3 separate regions of the Danio rerio genome follow, and all the other regions are linked to region 1. A link is a contact called in public Hi-C and HiCAR-type data. All regions are on one chromosome and are shown on one strand. Each heading gives the region's core, a stretch centred on a gene start, on an enhancer-like site or on the middle of the called end of the contact. The rest is flanking DNA. Distances are from core to core; before and after follow the strand shown.

Region 1 (3,107 bases), core at 270-2,769:
TTAGTCATAAATATATTTAAATATTTAAAATTAGGGTTCAAGTGTATTTCTAGTTGTAACTAAACATATATTTTTAAAATACAGATATAGTATGTTAAAAGCACATTTTAGTTCAATTTCAGTGTGTCTCAAAATAGCACAGTTGAGTGCACTTAGATGGTATTAAGTTTATCTTAACATATACTTAATACTATCTTTTAGTACATTAAGTACAAAATTAGTGTGCGAAAATAGAGCACTTATAGTACATTACAGAAAAGTGTACTAAGTATACTTAAATAAAGTGCATTTTAGTGCACTTCTTTTTTTTTTACCTGGGATAATGTGTGTACAAAGAAAACAGCATATGTGCTTCATCAAAACACTTTAATCTTTTTTGTGCAATAAACCACAAGTCCAAAAAATACCTTAGGGGACAGAACAAAAACTTAGCAAAAAACTGAGAACACAAAAATATAAATATATGCAACATTACAGCACATATATGAATTGTAAAGACATTTTGGGAAAATGTACTTCTACTTAAAATTACTTAAAAACTTAAAATTACCACACTCAAAATCAATTTAAGTGTTAGTGATAATATTGCATTCACATTAAGTGTACTTAAGTACAACTTTTGGGAAAATGTACTTCTACTACAATACATTACAAATAGATTTTTTATATATTAACTTATTTTAAACTTAGGATTAGTATGTAAACAGTGTACTTAAATCAACTAATGTTTAAAGCATTTAAAGCACACTTTTGAAAAACACACTAATAAAAGTCTTTTGGATGTTTTTCTGTAGTGTACTTTATTGTAGTACACTAAAAAATTATTTAAGTATTACTGGTATTTGGTATACTTTTGTCAAGTGTACTAAAGTCCTACTGAAGTATAAACATACTTTTAATTAGTATATTTATAGTGTAAAACCATCAAACTTTTATTTAACACAAAAAAACAAAAAACAATGTACTAAAAATGTATTTGCGGGTATTTAAGTGTATTTTAGTTGCATTTAGTTATATATTTTTTTCACCTGGGTAAACAATCCTCCCTAAAGCACACAACTTTCCTCCTAAAATATGCATTTAAATGGTTTATTAATCATTTGCTTACATGCAGTATAATTTTTCTCGTCTAATGTGTGTTTCTCTGTTGCAACACATGCTCCATGCCAATTTGCCAAAGATAACGATATCAATATATTTAATCTCAATGCATTTCTTTGGAAACTTCTTTGCACAATCTGTTTCAGCATAGAGAATGTCTTTAATCTGGCTTGACCGTTTCTTAATTACTACACAAAGTAAACTGGGGCATTTATACTTTATGCTTTCTCTCTGACAATTTTTTATGTTTTCTTTCATTATTATTATTATTATTATTATTATTATTATTATTATTATTATTATATCCTTAACAAAATATAATTGATGAGTGATAATATGCAGCAAGTCTGTAAACAACTCATATGACGGCTCAGGCTATTTTGAACTCCTTGCATCTTTCAAACTCAAATAAGGCTACTTGGGGTTGTGCGTAGTCAACAGTCATTTTTCCTCTGTATTTTTCTATTCCACAATCCAAACTCCACTAAACCCATCTAATCCTAAAATAACATGCAGAGCATTTTAATTTCTATCCTTCGAAATGACCGTTGAAGTCTTGCTGACAGACGCCACCACGCGTCGTGCCACTGTAAACGTTTTTTTTACAGTTTATTTTGTGAAAAATATTCATACATAACAGCTTCTGTAATGAATATTAATCATATTTTGCTTTCCTAGACACTCGGTTGGAAGGTTACACATCAACGTCAGCGTAAAGATATTAATATTCATGAGGTAGGTCTCCGCCATAGAATCGTCACTGGTCCTGAACAACTCAATACTACTACTAACACCTTAGTAACTTTTCTCAGCAGCCTTTATTTTTTTTAAAACAAAGGCCATAGCATAGGATAATTATTAAAATTGATTTATCACAGATTTATCAACATCCTAAATGCGTTTGAAAAGATGCTGAATCCTTCATCAAACGGCGAGTCGTCTCATGTTGTGGTGAACTATGTTGAGGAGTACCTGGAGCTGGTTGAGTCTTTGCCTTTGGACCTACAAAGATGTGTGTCTCTTATGAAGGAAATAGACGCCAAATATCAAGGTGAGAGATTACAGACATTTCCACATGGCAGAAGTGTAAGCACAGTAACACTGCATTGTTTGAGCAACGGGTGTTAAATGTCACACTAGCTAGCTGGCTAGCGGCTAACTGTTAACGTTAGCACGTGAAACAGGCAAGTTTGAAACAGGCAATATTGCGAGTGTAAAGCTGCCCAGTTTATTAAGTATATTGAGTAAATGCATTTGCTATTGTTGTGCACATTATTTAGCGGTTTCTATGTAATCGCCACACATCCTGTTCGGATGGAGTCTGGCAGCGTCTAGCGCCACCAAACTTCCTGTTACAATAATCACGTAGCTTGAAATCACAACTGTGTGCTGATGTTGTGTGCTTTGAAAAAAAATCATAGAAACAGTATATACACAAACCATATTGTTAGCAACTCCGTGTAACGTTTCTGTCAAACGTGGTTGGGCATTAAGTTACTAGGAGTCACTACAGGGGCAATCTGATTTCACGAATTGTTTTTATAGTTAAAAAAGCTAGAAATCTCCTGCGGTTAGCTTTTTTACTGAGGGATTTGTTCATGTCATTAACGAGATTCTTTATTAATAAGATTGATTATAGTAGTAATTCACCCCAAAATAAAAGTTAATAATAATTACTCGCCCTCATGTCTGAGACCTTCATTCATCTCAGGAACACAAACTAAGATATTTTAGACAGTCCAGAAAAGGAAGTAAAACATTGCCAAAATTTTCTACGTGACTTCATCGGTTCAACTTTAGTCATATGAAGTTTCAAGAACACTTTGTGCTCTAAAAAAACATTGTCAGGTTGTTAGGGTCCATGTTTACTACAGTCAGTATGACATTGCTATTAGAGTCAGCAGTACAACATGTAAGCTTCGTATTGCCTGTAATACACCCTGATGCACACCCTAATTTAGCGCAGAAGACATAAGTAAAGTTGTTTTTACAAAAAATAAATAAAT
Region 2 (3,245 bases), core at 211-2,710, 130 kb before region 1:
AGAAGTACATTCGAGGTTATCTGACACTAAAGTGGGAACAAAACCAGTTGAATATCTAGGACTCTCACTGACACTGCAGTCCTCAGCATTATGATATGCTTTAATTAATCATTATGAAAGAGCGTACAGATGGTACATGCAGCTCATATCAAACTACAAATGCTCCAGCTCAGTTCCCAAAACTTCCGCCTCTCACAAATGTAAGGGGTCAGATTCAAAGCACTGAGGTGTGATGTTATTTCCAAGGATTTTAGTTCCTCGCAACCTTGCTTTGCAAATATAATCCGCCAAATCCGAACGAAACAAACTGAAATGCTACAGGCTATGAGAGAAAGAATGTGCTGACGCTTTTGCACCCTGTATTAGCCTGCCACTGTTTGCATGAGTCCTCGAGCCAAACTATGGTGACAAAACAAGCCTAGGGATCAAATCAGATTGTGCTTCTTAGAGATTTTTCCTCCTTACAGACAGCCAGCTTCACGTGACTCTGCAGCCACATTGCTCTCGATTTCCACCCGTGCTAATTAAGTCGGAGATTTACACCCTGTATCCTTCTGTCCAGAAACACTTTCTACTTCTCTGTCCCACACATCATTTTGATTGATTTTTCATTGTCAAGCACACATTTTGGAGACAAATTAGTCTGATATAACGGTAAACCATAAAAGCCAAGCAATTTAATTATTAATTACTTTAATTTCAAGTAACCCAACCTATAGTCAAATAAAGCAATTCCTGGTAGCCTGCCAAAATATTTAACAGTGCACTGAAGTGGCTAGATGCAACTGATAAAGTAACTTCGGGCTATTTATACATTGCATGCAATCCAGATGTACTTCCAGGGAAAAGCACCTCACCATATGCCTAACCAACACTTAAGACACTCACTCACTTCTAAACCACACTTTCTCAATGTCATCGAGCAAGCTTAAAATTAAATACACAAGAATCCCTCAATTTAACAGACATTAATCCAGGGATTTCATCGGGCTAGTCTTTGCAATTATGACATCATTCATTTTAAAAATCCCATCATTTACCTGATAGAGCTTTATGATGTGAGGGTGATTAAGCAGCTTCATAATCTGAACCTCCCTGTAGATCTTCTCCAAATTAGCAGAGTTCAGTCTTGTTTTATCAATTATTTTAATCGCAACCTGCATGAAAATGAAATAAAATGTGGTTACTTAATGCAGAATGTATTGTGCAGTACTGTTAATAATAATATTAATAATTTAATAAAAACAAAATAACAAATTTACAAATGATTTACAAATAGTATGCGTTGCATAATGCAAGAAACTTGCCTGTGTTTTCGTTACTTTGTGTCTGGCTAGTTTCACCACAGCAAAGTTCCCCTTGCCGAGGGTTCTGATGATCTCGTAGAAGCCGACTTGAAGAGGCCTCGCCTGGGCACAGCTTGAGTGAGAGCCCGTCCTGCTGTCCGTCATGATCACCATGATGCCGGTGTTTGTGTGTGCTTAAGCGCAGCGATACCTTTAAATGATCTGCAATAGACCAGAAACACGAAATTATAAACGTGCATGAATATTATGGAAGTTCATGAACATATTCAGAGGGAGAATAAAAATTATTATCTATTGATTCTCATAAACACATGCAATCCAATCACAAGCTTCACAAAACACGTATTGATTTATAAAGCAATCCCCTGATAAATCTAAACATTTATTTAAAATATATTAAAATACACTTTCAGCATTTTATTTTTTATATATGAAAATGAACTAACAAATAGTACAATACTATAAACTTCAGACTGAACACGAACAAGTAAACGCAGCGCGCACTGTTCACATATGTCCTTGAAATTCTGTCAGATGCCATTAAATCAAACAAATAAAAAAAAATATTGCTATACAATTACAAAGTCTACATATATGATTAATCAATAAAACAAATGAATATAAAAAACAAATATAAGCCGCTCTTACCTTTAACTCGCGAATAATTTCCACCTCCTTCCACAGCACAAATGGTTTTTACATTTGCATTTACAAGTCATTCCTCGTGCCAACCGTGAAGGAAACTTATGTTTGTTTGTTGGCTATCTTGATGATAATTCATATGTACAGCGATATACACTTTTGGCGGAGCGCGCGACTATGTACAAGGTGCCGCTCCGGCCAGTGCGCTTCTGCTGGCATGAGAGAAGCGCTGCTGGCTCCTGGTGTGTTCGGTGACTCCGCCTCCTCCCCCTCTGCTATAACAAACTGATACCCGCCTCATTAACGTCATACTCGCGTCAGAGCTCGGAGCGGAGCGGGGCGCGAGGCCGGGCGAGCGCACAAGGCACAAGTTGCCGGGCAACAGTGCGGGCTCGTCGTATGGTGACGCCAGTGCTGATGGAGGGGTTGCTTGGTGATGAGGCCGATGACGCCAGTGGCAGAGATGTGTCGCCGCTCTCAAGCTGTTGTGTGTGCTGTGTTGAGGCTCTCAGAGTCTCTGCTCCACCTGCTGGAAGGCATGCGGACTCTGAAGGCTTCATGAGGAAAAAAAACACAGAGCTATGATTCTAATGAGAGTGCATGTTTGCTTTGGAGAAATGGTGTAATAGAAATAGCCTACACCGTAAGAAAATGCTGGGTTCCACACAATTTCTTCAGGTTGTCACAACACAACTTAATCGTTTATACAAGTTTAAGTGGATTGAACATAAAACAATTAAGTTGTCACAAAAAACAACATAAGAACTGTATTGCTTTAACTCATTTTAAATAAGTAGTTTGAACAAGCATTAAAGTACTTTTTGAGTGTATGCATTAACCATTTTTATTTATTCATTCATTTACTTATTTATTTATTAATTTATTTATTTATTGTCAGCTGACATATCTGCACATGTTGTTAAAAGGGACTTGATTTATTCCTGCATTATGTGGAGTGTATGAGAAAACAGTTCAAACCTCTGCAGAAATGAGGAAATACATTCGTTTATGCATGTTTTAATGGCCCTAACTACTTGATGTCATACATAGAGCATAATTATATTAAACAGTTGGATATTAGTAAAGAAAGTAAATCACAAACTGACTTGAAGGAAGGATACTGAATTATTATTTTTTTTTGTACATTAGTAATTTACAAATACAGTGAAAACAGGCGACAAAAAATTCCAAGGATAATTTAAATATAAAACAATACACACAGAACAAAACAAAACAAATGGAAGACATTCACGAGACGATAAAAACAGACTCATAATAGCTTACAATAGACAGAGC
Region 3 (3,141 bases), core at 327-2,826, 170 kb before region 1:
CGCGAAAAAAAATGGTGTAGCGTTTGCTTTAAAGACGGAATGCAGCCATACATACTTCAGCCTACATAATTTGCGATGTCCAGAAATAATAATAATAATAATAATTACTTTTATGTAGCGCTTTTCTGGGCACTCAAAGCGCTTTACACAATGGTGGAATCTCCTCATCCACCACCAGTGTGCAGCATCCACCTAGATGACGCGACGGCAGCCATTTTGCGCCAGACCGCACACCACACACCAGCTGATTGGTGGAGAGGAGACAGTGATGAAGCCAATTGGAATATGGGTATTGTTAGGAGGCCATGATGGACAGAGACCAGTGGGCAGATTTGGCCAGGATGCCGGGGTTAAACCCCTACTCTTTTTCGAAGGACATCCTGGGATGTCTGTAATACTGTACTGTAATTTACTGTATATAGGGCTACATTTTCAGAATGAGCCTATGGTGCATTATTTTTATATGACATAAATATTGGTGGCATTAACGTGCTGTGTCTTATCACCTGATAAAAAAAAATTGCCATTAATCTATTCTCAAAGTTGCGTTGGGAGCTGGGTCTATTTTACGCAAGCTAAGGTGACTTTCACCTCGATATTTTATCGCGGATGTATACCTGACCGGTGATTCGTCTGACAAACAAGTGCCCTTCTGAATCAAATCAGCAGGACGCCCTTCTGGATTTTTCACTTTCACTTACTTTGAAGACACTAGGCTTACATGGACATCTGTAGTTAGTTATTTGCCTTAGACAATAATATAATTAAGGTGTTTACATCTCATTAAATGTAATTTTCTGTTCATCACCATAAATTATAGAACAGTTTCTCAAGCAGTTTGTGATACTTTGTGGAAACAGGAGATGAGCCCCTGGTCTAATGTGCCACCTGGCTTGAGAAACCCATTCTCAAAGACATTATTTGGGAAGCGCACACATTTTCTGAATGCCTTCGGCAGTATTCAAATGAGCCATTTTAATCTAGATGAATTCCAAAGTTACCGTAAGATTAATCTTGATTTAAAAAATAATCTATGCGCACCTATAAATATAACTACATATTTTTTTTTTTTCTATTTCACATCAGTTTTGAAGCATTATTTTTATGGTCAAAAAATTCTAGAGTTCAGTTAAACTCTATCAGGTCAATTAATCCAGTTGACAATTGCTAACAAAAGACTTTAATTTAAGTGACTCGTTTTTGTACACTGCTGTATATTTCCTTTCCTGTTCGGTTATCAACCGGTCCGTTTTGTTAATTCAGCTCTCTGTTTCTGTCAATGTTTTTATAGTTTGATAAAAATGCAAACACCTACAAGTATGAAAATAAACGACGCGCTCTTTGCGTCATCGACGAGTTTTTCGATTACATAAACAAAGGCTGTTTATTGTCACTTTAGTGTGTAACCTGATCATGTTCATCAAGCTGTGTGTTATCTAACTTGTGTTTTCCTATGCGGAGAGAGAGAGAGAGAAAGAGAGAGAAGTTCATTCCTGTGAGATACGACACTGTCTCGCACAGCGCTTTGAATTTTAATAGCTCGGTGTGGGAAGGCCTTAAGTGCACTCACACATGGATGACATCACAGGTCCCACGGTGCTTTGCTGTCGGCGGCACAAACAGAGGTGACAGTCGGTGCAAACAAGGCAGAATAAAACCCAAGGCTCAGCAACAGACATCGGCTCCTTGACCCAAAATCACTGGAGGCAATGAGGTCGCTTCCCTTCTACTAACTGCGCAGCTGTTTATCTCCTAAGTAAACATTCTGGACTATACATTTGACACACTGCCAAAATTAGATGAGCGTGACGTGACGTATCTTAGGCTTGTGCCCTTTTTTCCGCCAAGGAAGCCATTTGACATTCAGTGGAGCACGATTACAAATCCTATCTCCCATGACCACATTCTTAGAAGGAAAAGGAGTCTGCAAAACTCCTCACAGACAAAATAACAGACTATATTGACGCTTCTGGTTTTAAACATCTTGTATTCTGTTACCTCACATATAGGCAATTTTTGGGGTGGTAGTGATTGGAGAGTGTAAAGAGTGTGTAAAAGTGTAAAATTCCAGTAATAGCAATTTTATTTGGAATAGCAAAAATGTTGTAATAATGTTGCTTGGTGTTGCATTTTATATTATATAAGTACAAATATGGTTTAATGAAGAGTTATTTTTAAATCCAGTAAACATTGAGAATGGATAATGACTGGTCTAGTAAGTTCACAAATTCTTTATAATCTTTTTGAATGATTTTTGTGAAAAAAATGAATGTTTAGGTAATATTCTGAGAAGAGACATTGGAGAGATTAACGGAGTGTCCGCAGTGAGTCTTCTGTGTGTGAATAAACATTTACTGATTGTGAGTGGCAGTATATATCTGCTCTACATGTTGAATATGCAAGAGAGAATCTGATAATGACATTTTTTTTTATTTGAAAATAGTCTATTTATATGTAGTCAATGACAGAGTGCAAGAATATGTGTATAGCATAATTATTCACCTCATAATTTCATTTAGAAATTATTCAGAATTGTGCATAGTTGTATTCTAATGTCATCACTGTCTTTTGCATTGGACCAGGACCATGGCCTCTTCTCAAAAGCCCTCCATACCCCATTTATTTATATTATTTGTTATAAATAAATATATAAATATATTTAGATTTATTTTAAATAAAAAAGGTACTATTATAATTGTTGGTATTATTATTATTATTATTATTATACAATAAATATTGTGTGAATAAAGTTCTTTGCAAATTGATGCATTTTTCATAAGAAAAACACGTTTATAAACCGTTTTGTGTAACTTCCTGTGAGCAGCAGCCATTAACAACTTCTACTTTTGAGACTGATTTAAGTCAAAAACCTGATGTGTGCGGCGGAAGACAAGCAAGTTCGTCGAAAGTTTTCTGTGGCAAAGAATGCCTCTCCTGTATTGGCCTCTTCAGCCACCAACGACGCTGTCTCAGACAATCAGTATTGCCTCAAGATAAGAATAAGGATACATAATGCATGGTCAACACTGACCGATACCACCACTGAATAGACAGGAAGGCAATTTTTGTCTCTCTTATCTGTGCATGCAGTTCACACTAGATTTGACTGGAAGAAAGGGTGCCTTGAGTAAATGAGTAAAT

What was found. Hi-C and Micro-C count contacts between places; a contact is called where the count stands out from the background. HiCAR-type assays count read pairs that join an accessible place to other places.
Region 2: a Hi-C map of hematopoietic stem cells shows a contact between it and region 1, with 5 times the contacts expected there. The contact joins the promoter of sik1 here to the promoter of ing1 in region 1. A contact is called at or near these places in 5 of 18 Hi-C or Micro-C datasets (caudal fin, embryo, hematopoietic stem cells and 1 more) and 2 of 4 datasets of contacts at active chromatin or transcription factors (caudal fin and embryo).
Region 3: a contact with region 1 is called in a HiCAR-type map of caudal fin, with 11 times the contacts expected there. The contact joins the enhancer-like site here to the promoter of ing1 in region 1. A contact is called at or near these places in 4 of 18 Hi-C or Micro-C datasets (caudal fin, embryo, hematopoietic stem cells and 1 more) and 1 of 4 datasets of contacts at active chromatin or transcription factors (caudal fin).

What each region holds. Positions count from the first base shown.
Region 1 is chr9:9,064,133-9,067,239 of GRCz12tu, reverse strand. ing1 (inhibitor of growth family, member 1) reads left to right here and starts at 1,519. Exons shown (of 4, transcript NM_001040356.1): 1 at 1,519-1,690; 2 at 1,780-1,836; 3 at 1,980-2,152. The coding sequence starts at 2,011.
Region 2 is chr9:9,197,575-9,200,819 of GRCz12tu, reverse strand. sik1 (salt-inducible kinase 1) reads right to left here and starts at 1,460. Exons shown (of 13, transcript NM_001126383.1): 1 at 1,304-1,460; 2 at 1,041-1,186. The coding sequence starts at 1,460.
Region 3 is chr9:9,233,641-9,236,781 of GRCz12tu, reverse strand. No RefSeq gene overlaps it. Among named protein-coding and RNA genes, the nearest start is that of sik1, 36 kb to the right of the region's middle. Within about 2 kb of position 1,576, at least 27 of the 62 cell types and tissues checked have an H3K27ac peak or open chromatin away from gene starts, as enhancers often do. A contact at or near this core is called in caudal fin, where this site is marked.